Regions from separate parts of the Oryctolagus cuniculus genome. Here all the other regions are linked to region 1. The links are chromatin contacts, called in public Hi-C and Micro-C maps. All regions are on one chromosome and are shown on one strand. The core of a region is the stretch at or near the end of the contact, and the rest is flanking DNA. Distances in the headings are between cores, read along the strand shown.

What was found. A called contact is a pair of places that touch in the nucleus more often than the background predicts.
Region 2: a contact with region 1 is called in a Hi-C map of skin fibroblasts, with 6 times the contacts expected there. The contact joins two enhancer-like sites. A contact is called at or near these places in 3 of 6 Hi-C or Micro-C datasets (ear pinna, skin fibroblasts and an unstated tissue).
Region 3: a contact with region 1 is called in a Micro-C map of ear pinna, with 2.5 times the contacts expected there. The contact joins the promoter of IRF2BPL here to the enhancer-like site in region 1. A contact is called at or near these places in 4 of 6 Hi-C or Micro-C datasets (ear pinna, liver, skin fibroblasts and 1 more).

The regions. Positions count from the first base shown.
Region 1 is chr20:22,738,399-22,741,199 of mOryCun1.1, forward strand. No RefSeq gene overlaps it. Among named protein-coding and RNA genes, the nearest start is that of LRRC74A, 60 kb to the left of the region's middle. Within about 2 kb of position 1,368, at least 7 of the 8 cell types and tissues checked have an H3K27ac peak or open chromatin away from gene starts, as enhancers often do. A contact at or near this core is called in ear pinna, where this site is marked.
Region 2 is chr20:22,847,710-22,850,510 of mOryCun1.1, forward strand. No RefSeq gene overlaps it. Among named protein-coding and RNA genes, the nearest start is that of CIPC, 18 kb to the right of the region's middle. Within about 2 kb of position 1,387, at least 1 of the 8 cell types and tissues checked has an H3K27ac peak or open chromatin away from gene starts, as enhancers often do. A contact at or near this core is called in ear pinna, where this site is marked.
Region 3 is chr20:22,817,546-22,820,346 of mOryCun1.1, forward strand. It overlaps IRF2BPL (interferon regulatory factor 2 binding protein like), which reads right to left and starts at 1,412. Exons shown (of 1, transcript XM_008272001.3): 1 at 1-1,412. The coding sequence starts at 514.

The DNA.
Region 1 (2,801 bases), core at 118-2,617:
ACCACCAGCGGGAGGCAAGAGAAGAAAATGCGTAAGGCTGGGCCCTACAGAGCAGCATCCCTGGTTGGAATCTGGCCCTATTACTTACAATTTGCTTCCTAAGATCTGTGGCCCTCAGCGTTCCAATCTGGAAAATGGGGGCAACAATACCACCTCCCTGCCAGGGCTGTAGCCGGAGTGAAATGGATGGAGGCCACGCGCCGTGTGCATCCCTGTCAAGGCCACGTTCATGCAGGGAGCACCGATGGGACCCAGAGCTTGCCCCTCCGGCCTTCCCAGCTCCCGGGCTGCTTGCTCCGGTTTTACGGACTCACTTTGTCATTCCCCAGTCAACTCACAGAGCAGCTCTCGCCACCTCCTGGTGAAAACAAGAACCGCAGGCAATGGGGGCTGCCCAGCTTTGTCAGGTGGCTGCAGCAAGGGGCATGGACGCCACGCTGTGTTTTCTCCTGCCTGGACACTGCCTGCCTCTTGTGGCAATCCAGGGTGAGTGCTTAACACGGTGGTCAGGACGCTGCTGGGACCCTGCAACCCACGTCAGAGCGCCTGGGTTCGAGAACTGGCTCTGCTTCTAATTCCCACTTCCTGCTGACGTGCACCCTGGGAGGCGGCAGTGAGGGTTCAAGTACTTGGGTCCCTGCCATCCACGTGGGAGACCCAATGGGGTCCCGGGCTCCTGGCTTCAGCCTGGTGCAGCCGCAGCTGTTCTGAGGATTTGGGGAGTGAACTGGTTTCTGCCTCTCTCTGTCTCTGTCTCTCTGCCTTTCAAGTATTAAATAAAAAAATGTGCATCAGGGAGAGTGCCCGCCATGGGGAGTTCACACGATTAGGCTGCTGACAACTGCTCGGAGAGCTCTCTCTGTGTGCCATTTATTTTTATTTTTGTCATCTACTGCACTCCCTACCTCCCACACCCCTGACGCTGGGCCCTGCTGTTTACAGCATTTCAGGTGAAAACCAGCAGGCAGCACGGGGCCAACCTTGTCCTCACGGTCGGTGAGGACCCTGAGCGCAGGCAGGTTTTTCCCGTGAGGCTGGGGTGAGCTTTGCCGAGTCTCTGAGTCCGGGCCGGCCGCTGCCCGTCCCCTGAGGCCAGGTGTTGCCAGGCCCTAGCAACAGCTGCAGAATTACGGCCGAGAGTGCGCCTGGGATCTGGCCCCTGGGGAGGGCCCATTTAAAGAATCACACTTGAACCTGAGCCTAGCTGAGCTGGCGAGAGAGGTGGGGCGTGGGCTCCGGGCTGGCACGGGGCCTGTCTGTCCCTCCACCCTTTCCAGAACCCGTGACAAACAACCCTGCCTGGTGCTCCAGCTCTTGCCAAGCCCCGTCACATTAAAACCCTGGAAGACTCCGCGAGGAGTCCAGTTTCAGCCCAGCAGGCAGGGAAACCAAGGCAGCAGAAGCCCAGTGTGACCAAGGTCACACGCAGGGCTGGCCACCAGGCCCTGCGGCGGCCAGCACGGAGCTGCATGCTAGGCACGGAGTACTCAGACTCGCCGGGAGCCAAGGCTCCGTGCCGGGCACCAAGGAGAACAGACATGTCCCACCTGGCACCTGCAGCCGGGCCCAGCTCTTCCATCGGTGGGTTCCTCTTAGCCATCCCCTCTCTTCTGGGGAAACAGAGACCAAGGAGGGTCCCCAGAGGCCCTGGGCCAGTCAGCTCCAGGCCAGGCACTGGGCTCTGTAGCGAGCAGTCCAATTCCCAGCCAGCTGCCCGGAGCACCAGACATCAAAAACCTGGCAGGCCTTGGGAGAAGGGAAGATTAGATCACTACAGCAGAATGCAGGAAACCGAGAAACTGAGACAAAAGCCAGGAATGCCAGGGGCCAGCCTGCAAACCCCCCCAACGGAAGCAGGAAGGCCAGGCGTGTTGCAGGGAGGGCTGCTGGCCCCCCCACATGCGTGCAGGTCTCCGCTCGTGGGTCTCACCGGGAAGACGGGAACGCGAGCCTGTCTGGCCGTTCCGTGTCGTCCACGCACCCAACACGCGTGCGCAGGGTGCAAGGCCCCGGGAGCGCATGTGTGTGTTTACGTGCAGTCTGCAAACATGTTTTCACAAAGCTAGAGGAGAAGCGATCAGTCATCTCCGAGGAATCTTAGCAACAGCCGTCCCAGAACAGTCCCTGCCAGCTGGAGCAGGAGTGAGTCAGCAGAGGTGGCGGCGGGGCAGGCGAGCCGTGGGGCCTGCAGCGGCCTCGCCCTCCTCCCGGGAAGGCCTCCAGGCCCAGCCCGGCCTGGCCGCCTCGCCTGGGTCACTGCTTTGGCACGGGTGTTCGAGAACACATTCCTGGAACTGGCCAGCGCAGGCGGCCGGCCGCAGGGCTTTCCTTCCTCCTCTCCTCCCCCCCTTACCCCCCCCTTTCCTGCCCAACACCCGCCCTTTTATTTCCCCTTCTCGCTGCAGAACCAAAGCAGGGTTCAGGAGCCGCAGCCAAATGGCAGGGAAGAGCTGGCGGCGGCTGGGTCAGGATCCAGGAGCTGCCCAGGCGTGGGCAGACCAGGGAAGGAGAACACCTCCCTCCTGGCAGCAGCAGCGAGGGCCCCGCGAGGGGCTGCTGACCTCCGCTGATGTCCTACAGGGCAAAAGTGGCATCGCCCTGCGCCCCGACTTCACCTCGGGGATGGGACCCATCTCCTTGTACAGAAGCAGCGATGCAGGTGTACACAGACAGAGGGAGTTGGCCCCGGGGCACGGAGCCAGCTAGCTTGAATGAGCCCCGGGGAGGGCTGGCTCCAGCTTGAGCCACTGGGCCACACTTGCCTCTCTTCCCCACTGCACTCCCAGCTTGGCTGCACGCTG
Region 2 (2,801 bases), core at 137-2,636, 110 kb after region 1:
AATGAATTACAGTGTAGTGACACGGAAGCCGGGAGAGTAAAGCAAAGTTTATTAAAGCACATTCCAACAGAGCACCAGGCCTGGTGATATGGCTGGGATGCTCATGACCGGCATTTGTGATTTGGGAATTGCACGCCTCTGGGCTCTCTGCGCATGTAGCTGTAAATGAGATTTGGCTGGGCTGGCATTTGGCTCGCCTTTTATCAGGATACTTGAACCACAAGTTCAACTGCAAAGTGGGCGGACTTGGGTGGCCTCGGGCGGAGAGTGGGGTCCTTGGTTGCTCCCCTGGAGGACAGTCTTGTGACCCTTCCCCGGTTACCCGTGTCTAACTCTCGGACTGCAGGCTGAGGCCAGGGGGCTGCAGAGTGGCCAGAGGTGGACTGGACAGGGGCTGGGCCACCCTGGCCTTGCGGGCACACAAAGCAGTTCAGCACTGCGTGGTCTGCCATGACCAGGAAGCCCAGCCAGGGGGTCCTCTGTCCCGGGAACCCTCAGGGAGGAGCAGGCCGCCATGTGTGCAAGCTGGCCGGGGTGAGAGGACGGGCTGCGGCGGTGGGGGGAGCTGCAGCCTGGCCACCTGCTCTAGATGGTGTTTTGATTTCCAGGCAGCACCAATCAGACAGGAAATGCGTGGCTGGGGAAGTGCCCTAGGCCTCCAGGCCAGGAAAGAAACCCAGGAGGAAACGCCTCCTTCTCCTCGTTTGCATTTGCAAAGGGCTTGAGGAGCCAGTTACCCCAGAGATCCTGGCTCAGGAGGGAGATGCTTTGCCCCGACAGGGGGCGCTTGAAGGTCCTCTTTAGACAAATGCATAAAAGACCCTGGCAGCAGGAAGCAGGTGTGGTCCTGCTGGAGAGGGTAATGGGAGGAGGAAACGCTGCTCCCCTCCCCGCCCTGCTCCCCGGCTGGGTCCAGACAGGCTGGGTGTGGCTGCTTCTGTTTGTTGGAGGTGTGTGCTAGCCCAGCAGTAAATCAAAGGTGCTGACAACCACGCTCAGAGTCAGAAGGCATTTATAGGATACCTACTGTGTGCCAGACACTGCCTGAGGCCCCTTCCCACGCGGCAGCTCTCTGTGAAGGCGCCCAGGTTTGCAGGGCCCGCCTTCTGTCCCTCTGTCTGCCAATATGGACTGACGGTTTGCTCGGGCTCAGTGCACTGGGACACAGCGGTGAGCAGGATACACGCGGTCTCCTCCGGGCAACCACGTGGGGAAGAGAGAAATAATCAAAGTTCCAGACGAAATGTCGAGTGCTATTCATTTATTTATTTTGGTGACGGATAACTTCCTCGGGCCAGCATGGTGGTGCTGTGGGTTGTGCCGTGGGTTAAGCCGTTACTTGAGTCACTGGCATCCCATATCAGAGTGCCAGTTCAAGTCCTGGCTGCTCTGCTGCTGATCCAGTTGTCTGCTAATGCTCCCGGGAAGGCAGCAGAGGCTGGCCCACGCACGCGGATCCCTGCCACTCACGTCGGAGGCTGGGATGGAGTTCCGGGCTCCTGGCCCCAGCCTGGCCCAGCTCCTGCTATTGCAGGTATTTGAGGAGTGCACCAGTGGCTGGGAGATCTGTTGCTCTCTCTCTCTCTCTCTCTCCCTCTTCCTCTCCCTTTCTCTCTGTCAGTCTTTCAAATAAATAAATCAATCTTCCAACAACAACAAAAAGACTTCCTTCCTTTCTTCAAGGGGGCGTTAGCGGGCGTGTGGCGAGGAGGAACAAAGAAGAAGCACAGTGGCTGGAGACATCTACACTGACCTTGCCCTCAGCTACTGGGGGCAGCGCTGCCACCGCAGGGTCAAACACCCACACCCCAGAGCAGAGGGCCGGACTGGCGTGCCCGCTCGGCTTCCTGCTAATGCTACCCTGGGACGCTGCAGGTGAGGGCTCCAGAATTAGGGCCCCTGCCGCCCACATAGAGACCCAGATGGAGTTCCTGGCTCCTGGCTTTCCCCACCCCGAACCCCACCTGTGTTGCAGGCACTTGTGTTCCTTTCCCAGACACATAGGCAGGAAGCTGGATGGAGTGAAGGTGTGGGTATATGTGCTCCTGTAAGGGATTTAGATGTCCCTGGTGGCCACTTAACTGGCTGCACCACCTTGTCCGCCCTGGGGAGCTTTATTTGACATAGCTACACCCCTCCAGGCCCTCAGCCTCCCTGGGCTCCTTCCCGTGTGAACCTCATCCCCCGCCAGCTCCCAGTGCCCCGGTGCCATGTCTCCTGGACAACTCGGCTGCAGGACACAGACTCTGATCAGAAAGGAAGGCCATGGGCGTGAGATCAGCCCCTTAGAAGTGGCAGGGCCCTGGGTGTGGGGCCTGGTAAAGTCCAGCTCGCCTGTCCAGGGCGGCTCCTCGCAGAGCAAACACTCAGAGACCTTGGAGGGGGCGCCTCTTCCAGGAAGCAAGACACAGACTGGGGCCCCGGAGAAGGCCCTGGCGGCGAGGGAGGGAAGGGGGCAACGGACAGAGAAGAGAGGCAGTCCTCCCCTCCCTCCCTCACTCCCTCCCCCCTCTCTTGTTATTTATTTAGTTGAAAGAGCAACAGAGATAGAGAGAGAGAGAGAGAGAGAGAGAGAGAGAGAGAATCTTCCACCCACCTGTTTACTTCCCAAATGTCTGCAATAGACAGGGCTGACCAGGCTGACGCCAGAGCCGGAAATTCCACCCAGACCTCCCACGTGGATGGCAGGGCCCAAGCACTTGGACCGTCTTCTGCTGTTTTCCCGGGCACTTTAGCAGGAAGCTGGATCAGAAGCGGAGCAGCCGGGACTCAAACAGAGGCTCCAATATGGCATGCCATCG
Region 3 (2,801 bases), core at 162-2,661, 79 kb after region 1:
CGGTGTGCCCGCTGCTGCCCAGGCTCACAGGCGGCGGCGGATACTCGAAGCGGGTGCGCTGTTCCACCGCGGCGGCAGCGGCGGCGGCGGCGGCGGCGCTCAGGCCGTAGCGCTCCAGGCCGGACGGGGCGGCCAGCACCGCGGGCTTGCTGGAGGCGTCGACGTGGTTGAGCTGCTGCTGTTGCTGCTGTTGCTGCTGCTGCTGTTGCTGCTGCGCGGCCGCCGCCGCAGCTGCCGCCGCCGCCGCCGCCGCCTCCTTGGCCGACAGGGCCACCGTCTTGACCCCGACGGGCGGCGGCGGCCCCGGGGAGCGGCCGTCCTGGAAGCAGCCGTGCGCCCGCTTCAGCTGGCGCGCCGTCTCGATCACGAACTCGATGCGGTCGGCGCCCTCGTAGTTGACGCATCCGCGGCATACGGGTTCCGAGAAGTCCCAGATCATGGCCCAGGGCATGCGAGGCAGGTCGCACAGGTAGCAGGATTGTCTCCGGGACGAGGACACCTGCGCCGCCGACATGATGCCGACCCTGGGGAAGGTAGGCCCCCGCCCGGGCTGGTTCCGCGGCGCCTTCTCCGGGAGGACGGGCTGGCCGGGGAGGGAGTCCGGCTGCGGGGGAGGGGGGAGGGGGGGCGAGAAAGTTCTGCCCCGGGGGCTGGAGGCAGCGCGAGTCTCCGCCGCGGGCGCTGCGCCTCTCCGTGGGGGCTCCACCGCCGGGGCGGCGGACACGCTCAGCCTGCTGCTCGCCCCCACCTCCTACTGCGGCGGTCGTGTCGGGAGAGGGGCGAGGGCGCCTTCTTCCTGGTGCCGCGGACCGAGGGTGGAAGCTCCGGGCCCGGGGGGAGGGGGCGAGGGTGCCCCGTGCTGGCCGTCGCTGCCTCTTGGCCCCCTCCCCGGCGCGGCCGCTGCGTGGAAGCTGCGAAGGGGCTGCCTCTTCCTTTCCCCCGGGGGGCCCCCCTGCGAGCCGCGTCCTCTCTCCCCGCCGGGCTCCCCGGGGCGAGGGCTCGAGGGCTGTGCCACCCGGTGCCCAGATCCAGTCTTGCTGAAGCCGCTGCTTCCCCGGAGGGCCGGGGCAGGGGGTGGCAGCCGGGCGAGGCGCTTCTCCCCTCCGCAGCGTCTGCCGTTCCGCGGGCGGCGGCTGGCTCTGTGCGCCGGAGGGAGCCGCCACGGCCACCGTTTCCAGGACGCACACGAGCCGAGGAGAGGGGCGCACGCACGCAGGCAGGCAGGCAGGCTCCCACCGCCCCCGGGCCGCCGCGGCTGGCGGCGCTCACGTCGGCTGCAGGGCGCTCGCGCGGCGCCTCGGCCCGGGTCGCATCCCTTCCCGCTCGCGCTCGCCCGGAATGTGGGGTTGTGATTGTTACTCTACGTTCCGGAGGCGCGTCTCGGCGCTCCTGCTCGGGCTGCGGCTCGCGCTGTCCCCGGCTTGGCCGCGCGGGATGCCGCCCGGGCGGAGCGCTGACGTCACCGCCATGCTCTGCACCAGTCCCCCCCCCCCCTTTACACTTCCTCTGTCTGTGGAGCCCACTTGTTGCTCTGGAAGGGCGCATGCGCGGCAGGACGCCCAGATTCCTCCCCGCCGGCCCCTCCTCCGCGCCGCCGCCCTCCCCTCCCCCTCGCCGTGTGTGTGTACGACCTCTGGGGCTGGGCGAGCTGAGGCTGCGAGTCCGGGGCTGGGGGTGGAAATGAAACAGACGATGACCTTTCCTCTCCCTGCTCGGCTTTCCCAAGTAGAAACGCCTGCAGGAACCGCAGGCGTGGTTGGCGATCCGCGTTCCCCTCCCCACCCCAGGCCCTCATTTAAATGTCCTGTTTCAGGATTTTCGCTGAGAATTTCACATAAGGTGTTACTCATTTCATCTGCGATCGAACCCCCACCCCACCCATTCCACCTGCAGTCGCCTCGCCCCTCCCTCCCTCCCTGCGCACGGGGAGCCGCCTCGGCACCACTGATGCCGAGGCACTTGTTAAATTAGCTGTTTTCCAGTCTTCCAGAAATCGCCTTTGCGATGTGTTCTTGTGCCCTGCTCTAGGAACCCGAGCTTCAGTGGTGGCGCTAAATGAATTCAGGGCGAGCCACCCCTCCCCCGAGCCGAACTATGAAAATTCTGGCTGAATGTCTGGAGAAACTACGAGCGCCCGGAGGCCTTTAAGGAAAACAGTCCGGTCCGCGGGCTGCGCACAGCTGCGCGGGAGGGCGGGGAGGGGAGGGGCCGGAGACCAAACAGGTGAGTGCCTTTTCCGGGTTTGTGAAAGCAGGTGGGGGCAGCATTTGGTAACGCTGAGAGCTTTTTTGAAGAGTAGGGCTGCAGCCTTCAAGGGCTCTCACGTGCTGCGATTTTATTCTGTAGTGCCCCAGAAGGCTGAGTAAGGCCATGATTTTTTTTTTCTTTTACAAGATCATTGCTCATCATTATTGCTTATTGCAGAAGAGATATGTCATAGCTCTAGTTAAGGCATTTCAATGGATTTTTTTTTCTAGTTATTAGGTCTGCTGTTTTTATTTCGTGAGAATTGCAATGGCCCTCCCTGCCCCCAAGCTTGGAGGAGGTGAGGCACTGTGATGAGAGTTCAGGGTCCAGAGTGTAGCCCACCTGGTTAGAATTTCCTGTCACTCACTGCCTTTGGCACTTTGAACTAGTTACTTACAGAACTCCAGTTTTCCATCTGTAGAATGGAGTGACAGCTGTCAACCTGGGGGATTCTTTGAGCTTCCAATGTGTTTCTCATCGTAAGCTTGCGGTTCAGACACTGCACTCGGGAGTTTACTTGCTTTGCCGTTAATATGCCCTCCATTGAGAGTGTA